Linked DNA regions of Sus scrofa: regions 1 and 3 are each linked to region 2. The links are chromatin contacts, called in public HiChIP or PLAC-seq maps. All regions are on one chromosome and are shown on one strand. Each heading gives the region's core, a stretch centred on a gene start, on an enhancer-like site or on the middle of the called end of the contact. The rest is flanking DNA. Distances are from core to core; before and after follow the strand shown.

The links. HiChIP or PLAC-seq counts read pairs in DNA pulled down with a chosen protein or histone mark.
Region 1: an H3K27ac HiChIP or PLAC-seq map of skeletal muscle shows a contact between it and region 2. The contact joins two enhancer-like sites. A contact is called at or near these places in 2 of 47 Hi-C or Micro-C datasets (both in liver) and 1 of 2 datasets of contacts at active chromatin or transcription factors (skeletal muscle).
Region 3: a contact with region 2 is called in an H3K27ac HiChIP or PLAC-seq map of skeletal muscle, with 3 times the contacts expected there. The contact joins two enhancer-like sites. A contact is called at or near these places in 1 of 47 Hi-C or Micro-C datasets (skeletal muscle) and 1 of 2 datasets of contacts at active chromatin or transcription factors (skeletal muscle).

Annotation. Positions count from the first base shown.
Region 1 is chr1:109,558,964-109,562,676 of Sscrofa11.1, forward strand. All of the region lies in intron 2 of TLN2 (talin-2), which reads right to left. Among named protein-coding and RNA genes, the nearest start is that of TLN2, 120 kb to the right of the region's middle. Within about 2 kb of position 2,003, at least 14 of the 83 cell types and tissues checked have an H3K27ac peak or open chromatin away from gene starts, as enhancers often do. A contact at or near this core is called in skeletal muscle, where this site is marked.
Region 2 is chr1:109,414,190-109,417,986 of Sscrofa11.1, forward strand. The region is part of intron 3 of TLN2 (talin-2); the gene reads right to left. Among named protein-coding and RNA genes, the nearest start is that of MIR190A, 190 kb to the left of the region's middle. Within about 2 kb of position 2,177, at least 29 of the 83 cell types and tissues checked have an H3K27ac peak or open chromatin away from gene starts, as enhancers often do. A contact at or near this core is called in skeletal muscle, where this site is marked.
Region 3 is chr1:109,601,169-109,605,285 of Sscrofa11.1, forward strand. All of the region lies in intron 1 of TLN2 (talin-2), which reads right to left. Among named protein-coding and RNA genes, the nearest start is that of TLN2, 77 kb to the right of the region's middle. Within about 2 kb of position 1,818, at least 16 of the 83 cell types and tissues checked have an H3K27ac peak or open chromatin away from gene starts, as enhancers often do. A contact at or near this core is called in skeletal muscle, where this site is marked.

The DNA of each region.
Region 1 (3,713 bases), core at 753-3,252, 140 kb after region 2:
AGATTGTCTTTTGAGGGGAGGGTATATCTTTATGTTAAGTCTTCCAATTCCTAAACAAGGGACCTATCTCCATTTACTTGCAGGACTATCAGAATTAAGCAAAAACATAAAATCTTCAACTACTACCTTGTCTGCCAGGAAAGAAAGAACAGTTGGAATACAGAAAATCCCTGCAAATTTACAACTTTACACAATTCCTTCACAAGCTTTACACACAATGAGTTATAGTGATGGATAAATAAAGGCTCAAAATTGTAATTATCAGACAACAGGCAGATGTGGCAACAAAGCCCAGGTACTCATTTTCCCCAATTCAGATTCTCAAGTCTTAGATACTGTACAGTTGGCTGACAACTACAAATCAAAGGGAGGGTTGTCAAGAGAGAGAACAACTGGGGAAGTGGTGTGAGCCCCACCATAGGACAGCCACCTACTTCTAGAAGCCAAGTGAGGCTTTCTTACTCTACCACGCCTTCAGACAAAGAGCTCACAGGACAGAGGAGGAGGGGAAGGGGCCAATAAAAGAGGAAAATAAATTCGGAACAGGAAAAAACTTCTAGAAAGACCTCAGATGGAGAAGAGCCAGGAGAGGAAATGGGCAGGGCACGCTATGGGAGCTCCACAGAGCAGGGCCAAGGGCACCCGAATGGCCACTAGGAAGCCTGGGAATTTCCAGGAAGGGAAAAGCAAAGGGGGAGGGTGGGCACTGTGTTTTCCTTCTCAGTCCACAGCCAGAAAATCACTTGCCTACTGACCTTTAGAAGGTGGTGGCATAAGTAAATCCACTAGTTACTTAAGAAAACTCTGGATGTCAAAAAAGCACTTTGGGGTTAAGTAGACAACATCAGTGTTCTATATTGCAGTAAGTGGAGGACTCAAGTTCAGAACAGGATAAATACCAACCATATGTTACATCAAGATATGCCATAGGTCCTTGATGATGCCAGGTGCCTGGGGACGGTTAGTTCAGATCTCAAAGCTACACGCATAGAATTCAGGGTCATTCTGAGGAAGGTCAGCATGTTTGTTTGTTTCACTCCAAGTGGGTGATTTTGTTGTTGTTGTTTTGTTTTGTTTTTGCTTTTTAATGCCACACCCACGGCATATGGATGTTCCCAGGTCAGGGGTCTAATCGGAGCTACAGCTGCCGGTCTACACCACAGCCACAGCAACGCCAGATCCGAGCTGCGTCTGCAACCTACACCACTGCTCATGGCAACGCAGGATTCTTAACCCACTCAGCGAGGCCAAGGATCGAACCCGCAACCTCAAGGTTCCCAGTCGGATTTGTTTCCACTACGCAACAATGGGAACTCCTCCAAGTGGGTAATTTTTACTTTTTTTTTTCCACACCTCACAGATTATCTACAGTAAACACATTACTTCTGAAATTAATAAAAATAAAACTCTTTAAATGACTACCGAGGGAATTTTTCAACTCTGTTTCAGCAGAGCTCCAAAACTGGCCACGTAAATCCAGGCATTCTCGATGAATGTGGCCAGGTCTTAAGGTATGAAGCATGTGGCCTTGGAAGAGCAGGCAGCTAATAGAGAAACAGCTTACAAGACAGCAAACAAAGCTGTAAAGTGAAAACTACCCGAGCTTTACAAAACTGTTTTCCTCCAACTCTCCTCTAGGCTTAATGACACCTAAAATGCAAAGATTAGCCTCAAAGTTGTTACCAGGAATCCAGAAGGAAGGGAGGCAGGTGACAGGAAAGCAGGGTCCAAGACCATTTATCACCCAGCCTTTACATTTCACGCTGACTTGCCATTTTGCCAAGTGGCAGTTCTCACAGCCGGCCTTTGTGTTCACATTTCCCAATTCCATCTCCAAACCTGGATCCTGAGCCAAAGATTTCGTCCCTCTCCCTTGTCCCAGAGCTGGGCCAGAAGCCAAGCAACAGATGACACAACATGCATCTTTATGGATCAATAGAGTTGTGATAACCAACTTTAAAGTCCAGAATGCAGAGGATCCCTCTCTGATATTGGCCCTTTCAGGAGAGCCCAGCTATCATAGGCCCAGTGCTTACTGCAGTGAACCTGATGCCCAGAGCCTGGAATGACTTGTCCAAGGTCAGGCACCAGTTGGCAGCACAGGCTTGCCATCCTGGCTGACCCCCCTACCCACAGCTTTTCCCATTATGTCACAAAGACAACCTTCCTCAGAAACTTCAAAGCCTAAAAGCTCAATTTACATCCTCTGAAGGGAAGCCAGCAATCCAAGCATTCTTTTTTGGCAACTCCATGTTTTAAAGGCACTTAAGAAAATCTGTCAAATTCAGAAAATTCAAGCTACAATATCGTTTCCAAGAAAAACAAGGCTTGTTTTTAAAAGACGCTAAGTAGGAAATAAGCAGCCTTGTCAAAAGGAATAGACCCCAAGTTCTGAAAAGACTCCTGCAGCTGAGGAAAGCTGTGATGATATCTTCCAATTCATGCATTAGACCGCCCTATTCCTGAAGGCACAGTCACCTGTCACCAGGCCTCCCACTGGGCCCATCAGAGGCCTAGGACAAAGAAAGCAATACAGACCACAAAGCCATGCTACATGCCATGCTGTCTGTACCCACTGGGGCTACTGTGTCCAAATCATGCTTCGCTGCTTTTCAGCTAGTATCTTAGTACTAACCCTTCATGGACATGAGACCCATTTATTAGTTATCTACCTTGGAAATCATCTTCTCCGAAATCAGTTATAAGATTCCTCAAAATAGATCTTTAGAAAATAAACAAGGAATGATCAGTGAGACTTCCATTAGGTACAGTATAAAATCATTCACCACTTTAAAATCCTGCAGGTCTAACTAGGTGTAATTAAAGAAAAGAGCCACTTCCAGAGGGCAACGCAGGCCAGTGTGGCTGGATTCCTTTCATTGTGTCTATTCCTTCCCAAGGACAACTTGCAGTCATTCTGCCACTTAGATATGCTGCACCAGAGCAGGTGGCCTTACAATTCAGAGGGTGACCACACCATGAAAAGCTCTAGCCAAGAATTAAGGTTTTTCCCAGGGCAGTGGAAGCACAAGCTTCATTCAGGGGAGAGCCAATCAAAAAACTGAGGGTGGTATCCAAGCAACCTCATGGAAGTGTGGCCCCCTCAGTTCAAGCCCAGCAGGGACAGAACTGACGGAAGTTCTCAATGGCCAGTCATGGATGTCCACCCTGGCCTTCCCCTTGGCCTCAGCCAAAGGCATGTTTGACAACCCCAGGCCAAGAGACACATGTGACCGGCTCAGGAGGAAGGGGAACAAAAGGGACTTTGTATAGCCCCGAATGCGCCAAGAGATGGCCCAACCCATATCCCTGGGCCAAATGGAAGCAAAAGGAGTAGAGACAAATCTCCTTTTCTTCAACAAGACGTGGAGGGTGCTTACCTATCCCAGTTCTCTCAGCCTTTTGAAAAAGATCACGGCCCATGCTCCCTGGAACAGTCTCAATATGCCCATGGCACATTGCACCTCTAAGTGGAATATTTCTAAACTCCCAAATGGACCCAAAAATGCCATTTTCAGTGGCACTGTTAGTGAGGAACAGCAGTGCTCTGGCCAAATGGCAAGTCCCCTCAGGTTCCCCGATTCCAAAGATGAAAATCGTGTTGACATATGGACCGTGGCAGGGCCTGCACATCCAGAAAAGATGGCCAAGAACAGCCTGTGAGAACTGTCCTGAAACAATGCTATCTTTCTTCTGCATCTTGAACTGCTCAA
Region 2 (3,797 bases), core at 927-3,426:
GCTGGAGGCATTGGTTTGGGGTGAAAAGCCACTAATGAATTTCTTCGGGATGATTCAGTGAGAGGTGGGGCAGAGTCAGTGCAAAACTGGAGATACAACGGTGGGGGCGGGGGGGGGGGGGGTGTCGTCATCCTCAAATCCTTGGGGCTAGAAAGATCATCTAGGGAATGAGCAAGAGAGAGGAGACCTGAGGTCTAAATCCTGGAACAATGTTCTAGAATCAGGATGAGGAGGAACCTGCAAGGGGGCCTAGTGGCAGGGGAGGGAGGGGCATGGAGAGAAGCTGGGGCCAGAGGGAATTGCATCCAGCAGGAGGAGGCACTGCCTGTGCTAAATGCTAATCAAGGTGCAGGAAGATGGGCACCTAGATGGCAGCTTGGAGCTCTGTGGCAAAGGATTAGAGATGAATGGAAGGTGAGGCCAGAGCAGTGGGTTCATGAGGCAGATGAGGAGAAGGGCTGGCATGGCAGGTCCAGGGGCCTGCTGGAGGGGGCAAAGGAACAGGAGGTGGTTCTGATGATGCTTTGAAGGCTCGTTATCCAGAGGGTATTTACCATGTGGTTGCCGCAAACTCTGCATCGACGTAGCATCTACCCAGGTGTGGTTTCCTCCTTATTTTGGCACCAGGCACAGTCCCAGGTGCCTTACCATACCTGCTGCTGCCCAGGTGTGTGCAAGAGGAGAGTGGAGGAGTGGGCAAGCTTTGGTTCAAGCAAAGGCTGCTGGACTAGGAAGTTGTGGTCCAGGTTCAGTCCTAGCCCGTCCACACCTTAGAGGCTCTCTCTCTGCTCCTCAGAGAGCAGGAAGCAACCAATTCCCTTGAAAGGAGCCCCCCAGCAGACACACGATGCTTGGCCAACTCCTCCCCTTGTCTCCTCTGGGCATCTCAAAAGAGAGGCCACTACCCTCACTTGAGGGAAGACGTTCAACACAACAAAGGATGCCAGAGATTCGTTATAAAGTTCGTGTTCAAGTTTTTTACTATTTCAAAACAACCACTGCAAAAAGCAACAATAGCACTACAAGGGAACACATTACGCAAAAAGACAAGAAAAAGCAAATCGGCCACTCTCAAAGAGCTCTGCACAGTGGTCAAAAACTACAAGGCTTCTTATTCTTGGCTCTCTGTTTTATTATGACACAGTGTTCCCAAACATGAAGCATAAAGCAAGACTGACAATTTCCTGCATGGGAATGTCTCTTTAAAAATGCAAATTATGTACATAAAAATGCATTATAAACGACAAAATTATAAGTCAAGTTACTTCTATTACTATCACGCAAAAGGACTGCCCACATAGGAAAACCTCAGTGAGGTCTGAGACCAAAGTGGGTGGCGGATTCTTTATCATCCCACAGCCACAGCTGTTTCTAACAACTGCTCTTAAAAGTGAGAGTCTGCAGAACAGACAGACATTTGTTGGAATCAAGGTCCTGACTTACAGCAAAAAGAAAGTAGGATTAAAGCACAAAGCAACCTAGAGATGTCGGTGAAAGATGGGCATGTAATCAACAGCGGTGTTGATGTCTCACCGCAGATCTGCTCAAGCACTAAGAAAATCATGGAATTCTGACAACTCGTCATGATCGAACTTGACATTCCCTCTTCACTGTGATGTTCTCAGGTCAACACAGCACTGAACCTGACTACAACTGGCCACTCAGGTCCCCGTGTCTGTGCCCTCACCCCTCCTGCTAATTCCTTCCCCTCCAGACTGGGTGCCTAGGGGAGCTGACCAGCCTTCCTCTCTTCCAGTTTGGCTGAACGTGTGTACCGTTTCTTGCAGGGCTGTTATTCTCCAATCCTCCTCTATTTTATGATCCTATTCTTGGTCCTCCCTCTGCCCTAGTTTGGATGTATGCTATCTGATTAGACCTTAAGTCTGTGTTCATTTTTGGCTAAAAGACAGGGTATAAATGCATAAAACGTCCATTACTTTCCTTTTTATAATCTCTTCTCACTGTGACCATTCTGGCCCTGATTGTATGTGTGAAGGTCGCCTGGACCAAGGCAAGAACCCTCTGTGCCCTTCACTGTGGAAGATGAGCCTGTGGAACCAGTGGTGAAACCCAGACATTCTCTCCATTTCAAGTAAACACTTTTCAGTCCCAGGGAACTGAAAACAGCCCAGTGTGATGGCAGTGGCGCAAGCTGCCCAGGCTCACCCAGTCCTCTCTGGAACAAACAAGCCCAACTCAGCCAATACCTCCTCCTCTCCACAAGAAACACCCACCATTGGCCAGGCTGAGCAACCACCCCTTGGCTCTCTGCCCTGGTAAGTAAGGGCCATGAAATGCTCCCACCCCACCCCTGCCTGACCAGCTGCCGCCCTGAGCTGGTCACTTAAGTGCCATCTGCCTCAGTCTCCTCCCCTCTACAATAGGGGACAATAAAAAAATCTACCTCTAAGACTGCCAGAGAACCAAAGAAGTTCATATGTGTCCAAGGCACAGAAAAAGAGCTGGGTCAAGATTTGTTGTTATCATTTGTTAGTCATGGTGGCTGGAGAAACATTGGAAGACATCTAGCATATTCAGCCACCACCTGAGCTGCAAAATTCATCTGATTGTTTTTTTTGGCATCTATCATATACTTGATACTATCACAGGCATTAGGGAGCAAAGTCAGACAAGATTCCTGCCTAGTTAGAGCTCACCTTCTAGTAACCCTATTCACTATACAGTTCCTGTGTTCATCCTTATTCAAACCATACAACATGATTTTTCTAGAGGCAGAACTATCTTGGGATGAACTGTGAAGGAGAATATTTTCGTGGATCAGCAAACTCCTAGAACTTAGGCTGTTTCTCTTGGATGTTAGTTAAATTCCCTCTATCCAAGAGCCCAAGGTGGGGGGGAGGGGGGAATCCCCACTCTGCGGCAGAGCCGGCATCACAATAGGCCCTTGCCTTAGGGCTTGCCAAGAAGCCACCTGCCCAGGAGCCACATACTTGAGGTGCCACTGGCTCTGCACACTCTGCTATACATCAGAGGCATGGTGTTCAGCTGGCAGGACAACAGGACCAGGCCACCACACCTCAGTGGAGAATAAAAGCTACCCACCACTCCTGTCCTCCCCCTCCAGCCCCTAACTCCATTCTCACCCATCGGAAGACTGGACCCAGGACAATGGCTGTCCTGACTCCTTCTCTAGGTCTGTTTCTCTCTCAGCAGGCAAAATACAGCTCTGTTTGGTAACAGCATGCATCACATAACTGCATGTCAGCGTAAAGTGTGGGCCTATCTAAAAGCTATCATTCATCTGTGTGTATATCTCACTCCCCTGTGAACAATTCTGCTCTCTAATAAAAGCCCTGGAAAGAGCCTCCTCTTCTCTCTACCCCTGACCTGCTCCTGTGTAAGGCAGGAAGCAGGAAAGCTCATCTGACAAGTAAGACCACTTCATGACTGGGTCACATCTATGCAAAGATGCCCTGAAAGCAAGAGCCAGAGTCTCGCCCTCTGTCTCGGTCTCCTGGGCGTGTGTGCTCAGGTACCCTGGGGCTCTCCTTGCCCATTCAGACGCCATACAGAGCCCACCAGGCACACACAGGTGATGGTCACCATCTGGGAAGTTACACCATGTCCACCAGTCACTGAGAGGCAGGTGTCTTTAAGGAAGGGCCAGGAGGAGAGAAGGCAGGCTTCCCATTTTGGCCTCATCTCCAGTCCAGCTTTATCAGGGCATCACAGGCCTTCCTCAGTCATCTCACCTCCCCGCTGGTGAGATGCCAGAAGTGAGAGTCTGACTGGAGAGGCTCTCCTCGTCTCCCACATCAACAGTTTGTAAGAGCTCC
Region 3 (4,117 bases), core at 568-3,067, 190 kb after region 2:
CTTGCTCAGTGGGTTAATGATCCAGCATTGCCGTGAGCTGTGGTGTAGGTTGCAGACGTGGCTCGGATCCCACGTTGCTGTGGCTCTGGCGTAGGCCAGTGGCTCCAGCTCCAATTAGATCCCTAGCCCGGGAACCTCCATATGCCGCGGGAGCGGCCCAAGAAATAGCTAAAAAGACAAAAAAAAAAAAAAAAAAGAATATTCCCATCAGCTTGTTTATAAGAGCCAAAAATCTGGAAACCACCAAAATGTCCATGGACAGAAGGATAGATGCTATGAATAAAAGGAATAAACACCAGCCAACAAGGAGAAGGACAGGCCTACACCTCACCTGACAGTGTGGAAGCATCTTACAACCATCAGGCTGAACAAAAGAAACCAGAAACAAGGACACACTTGAGATGTCTGTTTTTAGCCTATTCAAAGACAGGAAAAGTTAAGTCAGGACAGTGATTACGAGGAAGAGGCAGGGTCCCTGCCAGGAGTATCTGGGGTTCTGGCCCTGCCCTTTCCTGATCCTAACACAGGTTACACAGGTGTGCTCAGTCTATGAAAATGCATCAAGGTGCATGTTTATCATTTGTGTACTTCTCTGTTCTGTTTCAACAACACTGCATCAAGATAGCCTGAAATAAACATGAGATTTTTTTTTTTTTTAAAGGGCTGCGCCTGCGGCATATGAAGTTTCCCAGGCTAGAGCTGTAGCAGCCGCCAGCCTACAGCACACCCACAACAATGCCAGATCCAAGCAGCGTCTGCGACCTACACCACAGCTCATGGCAATCCCAATCGTTACCCACTAAGCAAGGCCAGGGATCGAACCTGTGTTCTCATGGATGCTAGTCAGATTCATTTCCACTGAGCCAAGACGGGAACTCCAAGGATTCTTTTTCTTTCTTTCCTTAAAAGGGCTGACTTAAAGACAGTCCTGTCCCAAGGCCCAGTATCCTATGTCCAGTCTTCCTCCAATGACATGCTATGGTTAAACAACACCAGCGGCCCTCTGCACACAACCAGCACGCTGTCCGGGTCCGGGTACCATGTGAATGCATCTAAGGCTTCCTGAGGCTCAAACCCACCAGGACACACTGCTAGCTGCTACAATCTTCTTCCCCTTGGTGATCTTAGAAATACAAGATTGGGTCCTAATATTAGTGACCTTTGATGGAAACAGCCAATAGGAATCACTGTCTGCCACAGAATGAATGCTTATGTTCCCCCAAAATTCCTAGGTTCAAATCGTAACCCCTAGGGGGAAGTATTAGGAGGCAGGGCATTTGGGAGATGGTTGGGTCATGAGGATGGAGCCTTCATGAATGGCATTAACACCCTTATAAAAGGAACCACAGGTAAGTCCAGAGCTCTTTCTACCATGGGAGGGCACAGCAAAACGATAGCCATCTGTCTATGCACCAGGAAGTGGCTCCTACCAGACACAGGAATCTGTCGGTGCCTTGATCTTGGACTTCCTAGCCTCCAGAACAGTGATACAAATTTCTATTGTTTATCAGCCGCCTGGTTTGTGGTACAGTTACAGCAACCCAAATAATGGACAAAGACACATTACCCAACAGTTACAGCACATGGGCAGGCACGTGGGGCTACAACTCTGCTCAAAACCCAATGACCTGAGGCCCTGGGTCAGACCAGAGGGAGAGAATGAGAAGCATGGGTCACCTGCTGTCTTTCTAGTAATTTCCTCTTTTTAAATTGTCTTAAATTGTTTCAAGAAAATTCAAGGAAAACATCTCTCAGGCAGGGAAAAAACCCCCGATGAGTCACAATGCAGTGGCCTCTCTGCTTAGTCCAAAGCAGAGACAGCTAAATGGCCCCAGGCCAACTGTAATCTGGAGGACACATGCCTGGGACAGAATCACAGGGAGGAGAAGAGTGAACTCAGTCCTGTCCCCCAAAGGACATCTCCTAAGACTCAACCTGCAGCCAGGGACAGGCCTGCACGTTCCACTGCACTAAGGGCCCCCACCACCAGTATGAATCAGATCATGATCTTACTGTCAACCTGCTACAGAGACATTCATACTCAACTTGCCCAGCATGTGCGCTCACACACACCCACATATGTGCACACGCACCCCCACCTCCAACTCCAATTAACTTCCCGCGGCTGAAAATTCATCTCCCAGGATATGCCAGGCTTGAGAAATCGTGTAAAGGTATGCCATTACTGAGTTAGAAAATACTTCCTCTTTTGGAATGAAATGCATTCCTATTTTGTCACCTTATGTTTCTTCCCTGGAAAGGTAGAAAGAGCAGATCGATTGATCTCCATTTTAATTTTTTTTTTTTTTAAACCAGACTCACTGGTTTCCAAACATGTGCCATGTGATGAGCAGACCCCTGGGAGCGGGTTTCAAACTATGGCCTCGCCTCATGTCCACTTGTCACTAAGCAGTTGCAATAGGAGAAGGGGACAATGAGAAACTGCCTGGCTGAATAGGTCCGGGGATGTGACAAGACCCCTCAACCCTGCATCAAACTCCCATTTCTTCATCGTATGGAAACCCTCCCCCACTGAGAGGTCTGGGAGACCCTCTAGGAATGGTACAGAAAACCCAGGACCAGCCAGGCATGGCTCTTTATTGACTTTAATCCATGTGCCATTACTCATTAGGTCCAGCTCAGAAGGAGAAATGAGAATCACAGAAGGACCGAGGTCCCCAAGGTGACACAGACTGCAAACTTGCCAGTTCTAATTCCCATCTCAAGGAATGAGAGGAGGCGTGGAGGGTGACCCTGCCTAATCCTCAACTTGGAGAGAGAGAGGAAAGGGGCCCAGGCACAAGAGCAAGCTTTGTCCCCAGTCACCATCCCCACAGGAGCCCCTGGCCAGCAGCGAGGACAGCACAGCCCTAACAGAGCTGGTCCGGGAGCTGCCAGGAATAAAAGACTCCATTGTTGCCTCTCGTGAGGTTTCCAAAGCCCAAGAAACAAGCCAAGGCCAGCAACTGTCAGGGAAGAGCAGCAAGTCAGACCTGTCACGTCACCATCACTTGAGGAAGACCTTTACCAGCTTTCTGGCCAAGCTGCCTCCCCACTATGGCTCTTTACACCAGGACAAGGAGCTCGAATCCCCACAGGCCATGGGGCAGAGGAGAACAACAGGGACTCTGTCCCACGTGTGCCAAGTCAGTGCTGACAACTGACAGAGACCAGCTCAGGTGGGCAGAGAAGGGACAAACTGTGATGTGGCCACCCTCCCTGCAGCCCACCCAGGGCTCCTCCACCTCACAAGTGGTCCCCACAGGAGTGCAGGTAAGCATCTGCCTTTACACTTCCCCTCACACTTTCCTTCTGTCAAGTCCCTCAGCCTGTTGTGGCCTTATCTAGAGACGGTCAAAGTGCCAACACAAACCAGGCAGCCTCCTGCCCCTCCAGATCCCACACCCTCATGCCAGCAGGATCCTTCCCTAGGCAGAACCACTCTCCCAGGAAGGCAGGTCATTTGCAGAGGCTCTTCTGCCAGTAAGGCTGGACCCCCGCGGAAGATAGGGCCCAGCTTCTCTGCATAGTCATCTGCTCCCGCCTTAAAGCATCTGAAGCTCAAAAATTCCCGGGAAACCCCAAGGAGATCCCCTTGACTAAGGGCAGACAGCACATGGACAAGTTAAACAGACAGCTTAGTCAACACTCACAGGGGTCTTTGGGTTTGGGGGTTTAATTTTTCTTTTCACAGCCACACTTGCGACATATGGAAGCTCCCAGGCCAGGGGTTGAATCAGAGCTCTAGGTACCAGCCTACGCCATAGCCCCAGCAACCAGGGATCCTTAACCCAGTAAGCGAAGCCAGCAATCAAACCTGCATCCTCATGGACACTCTGTCGGGTTCTTAACCCACTGGGCCACAACAAGAACTCCTCACTCACAGGTTTTAAGACCTAGTCTGTATGATATGATTACCTTCTGCCAAATGGTTTCCCCACCTGAACCCAATCCCACTGCCTAAGGCCAGGATGTCAAGGAGCCTGGTAACCCTCTTTCCTGCCACAAGGCAGCAGAAGGAGACAGAGCTAGAGAGAGCTGAGCAGTGAGACATTGTTCCAGCCAACACCCTGGGGCAATGCCAAGCCCCAGGAAGAGAAATGGCCATACCTGTGTA